Regions from separate parts of the Gossypium hirsutum genome. Here region 1 is linked to region 2. Evidence: chromatin contacts called from public Hi-C data. All regions are on one chromosome and are shown on one strand. Each heading gives the region's core, a stretch centred on a gene start, on an enhancer-like site or on the middle of the called end of the contact. The rest is flanking DNA. Distances are from core to core; before and after follow the strand shown. Region 1 holds the start of LOC107948781. Region 2 has its middle 2.8 kb from the start of LOC121227934.

Evidence for each region. Hi-C and Micro-C count contacts between places; a contact is called where the count stands out from the background.
Region 1: a contact with region 2 is called in a Hi-C map of leaf, with 2.5 times the contacts expected there. The contact joins the promoter of LOC107948781 here to the enhancer-like site in region 2. A contact is called at or near these places in 10 of 34 Hi-C or Micro-C datasets (callus, leaf, petal and 1 more).

Annotation. Positions count from the first base shown.
Region 1 is chrA04:9,610,337-9,613,133 of Gossypium_hirsutum_v2.1, reverse strand. LOC107948781 reads left to right here and starts at 1,409. Exons shown (of 6, transcript XM_016883425.2): 1 at 1,409-2,053; 2 at 2,125-2,268; 3 at 2,455-2,490; 4 at 2,770-2,797.
Region 2 is chrA04:9,464,611-9,467,448 of Gossypium_hirsutum_v2.1, reverse strand. No RefSeq gene overlaps it. Among protein-coding and RNA genes, the nearest start is that of LOC121227934, 2.8 kb to the right of the region's middle. Within about 2 kb of position 1,333, at least 1 of the 9 cell types and tissues checked has an H3K27ac peak or open chromatin away from gene starts, as enhancers often do.

The sequences.
Region 1 (2,797 bases), core at 160-2,659, 150 kb before region 2:
TAAATTTGTGACTTTATTTGTGGCAGATTAGAATTTTTAGGCAAGATTAAGTTTTTATTGATGGAATGATTTTGGAATATTGATTTTGTATAAAATTACTAATATCTTGATTGATTTATATTTTGTAGAGAACATTAAAACAAAATTTTGAAGAAATTAGGATTGATTGTCTGTTTGAAAAATATTGTTGTTGTGTGATTTTGTGTACCTTATGTTTGTGTTTATCTTATGTTTTACGTATTGTATTCTCATGACACAAAAAAATATTTAAGTAGCTTTTATAATTGTGAAAGAAATTATAATTTATTCCGTGTGAAATGAGATTTTCTTTTAAATTAAGTGATAAAAATAGTATGCATAAAAAAATAAATAATTTTAGTTGTCCCTAATTAGAAGACCTGGCTTTAAGACTTATATTTATTTAGTTACTATTTTAATAATTTCATTGTATTATTACATTTAATTATATTATATATTAATTTATATAAAGAAAATTAAATATTTTAATTTTTCGAAATTTCACCCACGATCAAAATATTCTAACTTCCCATTGATCTCTGCTACCAGTGATTAGAGGTGAGTATGGGCTGGGCCAAGTCGAACTCAACTAAAAATTTCGGCCCATTTACTAGGCCCAGGCTCAAAAAATAGACCTAAAATTTTGCCCAAGCTTGACACGGATAAAATGCTAAAACCTGGGCTCGACCCGATCAGTCCATATTAATTTTTATATTATTTTTATATAATTTTAAAATATATATAATACATCAAAAATACTAAAAACATCAAAATAAATATTTCTCAACAAATTGAAAATAAATTTTAAAAAATATGTATACTTAAATAATACTAAATAGATGCAAGTTAACAAGTAAATATCTCCAAAATAATAACAAAATTAACAAATGTCTTTAAAATAATAACAAAATTAACAATAAAATAAGTTTTAATAGTAAAATTGTAGCAAAATACGAAGAAAAAAATAAAAAAATAAAATTAAAAAAATCAGATTTCTTTTAGTGAATTCAGGCCGAGCTGGGTTGGGCCAGGGCCAAAAATACCTTATTTGAGGCCCGACCTATTTTTTAAATGAGTTTTACTTTTTTATCAAATCTTATTTTTTGAGTCTATATTTTTATTTAAATCCTTTCATGTTTCGGACTTACTTTGGGCCGTGCTGTATGGCCCAACCCATGCTGACCTCTACGATGAGGAATGAGTGAATATTAGCAATAATGGATAGCTGACTAAAAAGAAACACGATTAATCGCCCGACAGAAGTTAAAGAAAAGGAATGGACCCTACTTTGAAAATAAGGGCGGCCGAGAAAGGAACAGCTGTTTCTCCACGTACCATAATCTGACAGGATCATAGGGTTCATATCCCTTCAGCATAAAACATTATATCTGTATGCTCTTTCTTACATTCTCGGACGATTTTTGGTGCTGGCGAGATGGAACCATGAGCTGAAGCAGAAAATACCTTTCTAACTCTAATACATACAAATTAATAAATAATATTATAATGGAAAAAGCTGACATTATTTTATTAGTTAAGAGCATGAATGATTCCGTAGAAAAGCTCAATTGATAATTTCTCAATCAGATCCACGTTTGCTTATGAGAAGACGAGTCCGGTTTCAGCTCTAGCTGGAAAGGAACATCCCTTGGGTTTCCTCAATATTTTACGTTAAACTATCATAAGAGCAATTTTTTTCAGTTATATTCAAGAATTGTTGCGTTGTTTTGGGCGTTCAAATTAATCAACCAATGGAGGGTTATTCATCAGATGGGTCCACTTCGTTTTTTAGCTCAAGGATGGCAGATGGATGGGATCTGATTAGCACTGAGTTTGGGTTAGTGGAGGGCTCTGATATCAATGGTGGAGTCACGGATTCTGTATCAGACCATCAACGATTGAATCAAGGTGAAACATCAGAAGCTTCATACCAACCACATCAGGTGGTGGCGGCGGCGGTAGAGCTAAGCTTACTCCAGCTCAAAGGAAAGAAAACAAAAGACTAAGTGATTACAAGTATAGGCAAAAGCGCAAGGTAAACTAAATGGTCGAACTTTATGATTGCCATGATTTCTGTTGTTTTGATGTTAACATTTTGCAGTGCAGATAACAGCAGATGAACAGGCTGCCGAGATTAAACACTTGAAAGAGGAAAATGAACAGTTAAATGCTGAGAATAGTAGGTTAAAACAGAAAATAGAATTGCTGCTTCCCCATGGGCAACTTGAGCATCAATGTGTTTCAGCCCAGGTACCCAAGTGTTTGGTTATTTTGAGGTTTCCACTCTTTTCATGCTCCATCAATATTCAGATATAATGACCTATTTATGAAGATTGATGCAAATATGATAATTTTTTGAATCAAAGGTTAATGCCATGTCTTAATTTCTTGTTTCTAAATGCTAATGTCATCTGTGTTGTTTCCTGTAATTTGTAGGATCACCATGGATCTAGACCTGAAGCTTCAGACAGGGTATGGCAACTGTTCTAGATCTTTGAGTCTATTGGTTTTAAGATATCTTGAATATGATAACTAGTTATCTAAAAATCAGTATCTCGTATGTATATATTTGCTTAGAATAGTATCTTGCATATGATAAAGGGCTGTGTGGTCGGAAGGAAGCGTTGCAAAACAAGTGAAGCAAGATGTGTTAAAAAGAGGCAGAGAGGAATATCGAACGCGATATTAAGTTCGTATAAGCTTCTGATTCTGGAATCCTAATTTGCTTTTCCTCCCAATTTATTGTTTCAGCTCAGCAGTTTACAAACGAATGAATTAA
Region 2 (2,838 bases), core at 84-2,583:
TAATGTAATTATTTATCATGGTGTTGTTGTTAATCCTAAGTTGGTGTCGAGTTAATTTGTGACACCATCTCAATCAATAACATTATTAATATATATGATTCATGGAGGTATTAAAATGTATAAAAATTTAAATAAAAATTTGGTTAAATAATAGTATACATGTTCTCATTAAGTAAAAGAGTACTTTATTTTTAAATAGTAAATTTTAATTATTTATATAACAAACGACTTTATAATTTATATATAAATTTTATAAATAATATATTTATCTAATCTATTATATTTATATTAATTATATATCATTTCAAACTTTTATGATCAATTTATTAAATATAAAAAAATAAAATTAAATAGTGAATATATCAAATTTTACATTTTATACAGATGCTTTAATGATGATCATGAATTTTCTATGAGCACTATTTTTTATTAACAAAAAATAATTGATATATTTTAATTATATTTATTAGTTTTTATTTTGAAAAATGTTGTTCTTTTTTAATTACATATTAAATATAATACATATGTTTAATTATGGCTTAAAATTTTATTATTACATTTGAACTATTAAATAAATTAATATATTTTAATTATGTTTAACGTAATAACAAACTAAAAAAACTAATTAGAATAATTTAAAAACTAATTAAAAAAATTAAAATTTTATAATCATGTGCATGGTATTCGAATCTATGTATATAAATGTATATGCATATAAATTTTAAAATAAATCAATTCTTATAAAGTATATGAGCAAAAATAGAAGAAACAAATTAAACAGAAGGTTTTTGGACTCCGGAAAAAAAATTGAAGTGAAAAACATACCTCCTAAATTGTTGTTAGATAGATATATTTCTTGAAGCATAGTTGAATTAAGAATACTTTTTGGAATGAGCCCAGTGAATTGATTTGCTGCTAAATTTAAAATCTGAAGCTTGTAACATTCACCAATACTTGATGGTATCTTACCTGCAGACATAGTTGAAAAATCTAAGGTGTTAAACTACCTATTTTGTTAGCATAAGTCAAAGAGGTTTTCTTTTCTGTTCTACAGTAATTTGGAGATATTAGATTTTAATATATTTAAGCATATATTTTTTTATCAAATTAACTATTTTGCATTGAATCAAATAAAAAGCTCTCACTTTTGTTATCAACAAATCAAGCTTTTCTATAAAAAAAATGCTTTAAATTAAAGAAATTAAAAAAATCCAGTACCTTCTAAATTATTTGACCCCAAATATAAATGTTCGAGTCGTGTTAGATTTCCAATGCTTTTTGGAATGATCCCCACAAATTGATTAATGGACAACGACAAAATTTGAAGGCTGTTGCATTTGCTATACTTGATGGAATGTTACCAGATAATTCATTCCAACTCAAGTAAAGCCTTCCAAGCTTGGGAAGATGTTGACACATATCATTAAGTCTACTGCTGGAGAGATCAATAACCTTCAGAGAAGAAATCTTGAAGATGGAAGAAGGAACCTGGCCAGATAATTGATTGAATCTCGAGTTCAGTATCTCTAGATTGGATATGTTAACAAGTGTTTGAGGGATTGTGCCTGTAAAGTTATTATTTTCCATTTCCAGGCTTCGAACTTTGTGTAAGTTCCCAAGCCATGATGGAATTTTCCCTTTAAGACCGTTGTAGTTTAATCGAATGATTCTCAAACGATGCAATTAGCACAATTCTTTAGGCAGATGGCCATAGAATTTGTTGCTACTCAAGTCGAGAGAAAGTAGAAATGAAAGGTTTCCAAGGTGTGGAGGTATGGTACCCCTAAGATTCATGCTTGTAAGATTCAAAGCTATAACTCTTTTATGGAGGATGCCACAAGCAACACCAATCCAGTTGCAAACGGAGGTAGAGACTGTCCAATTGTTCGTCAAGATATTTTGAGGACGGGTAATGCGATCCTTAAACTCCAGAAGTGTAAACTGATCGGAATTGAGATTCCTGGCTGTCGTAGCCAAGCAAAGTACGGAACATGGTATGAATAAAGCTAAAAGAAGATGAAAGAAAGTGTTGTAGTTCATGATAGCAAGACGGAATAAGGGAAGTTGAAATGATAAAATAGCCCAGAGAGCCTGCTTTAATATGTTTCAACCCTCGCACACTCCTCCTACATTAAATTCATTGGTGTCAAGTCTAAGAAATTTCAAAATAAATGTCTTCTTTTAAAACACATACAAAGAAGCGAATTTTCGAAATTTCTCCTAAATTTTCTTCACATTACTCCTCATAATCCATTAAAAAAAATAAGAAAATATAAAATTTTTAATTACTATATATTCTTTTATTTTTTTTATTATAATAAATTGGTTAAAATATGCTATTAATCCTATGCTTTTTAGAATTTAATATTTAGTCTCTGTAAAAATCCAATCTTATTAATTCTGTAATGCCCCAAAATTATTAACTTTTATTTTATTAAATTTTGTCAAAAAATAAGAATCTGTTTTAGAGGCTCAGTGCTTTGAGTGTGTCTTTAAAGTCTTGGATTTGAATATTTTTGCGAGTAAGTGGGAATATTATATGTTTTGTCAAATTAAAGACTCTAGTTAATATCTGATTAGTTGTGGGTATAGATTGCAGACCTTGCTTTTAGGAATGTATCTTGAGTATTTATGTTTTTGTTTTAAAAGCAAATAATATTTTGATTTAATATTTTTTTTATTTCCCACATTCCTTTTCTTTTTTGTTTTTTTTTTATTTGGTTCTTTCAATCCCTCAATTGTGATGTCATCATTCTTCCCTCCTAGTGATTCCACTTTGGCTTTTGCCTTGTTTTTCTTCTTTTGTTCCTGCTCTTTAATTCTTCAATGATCGTTGGG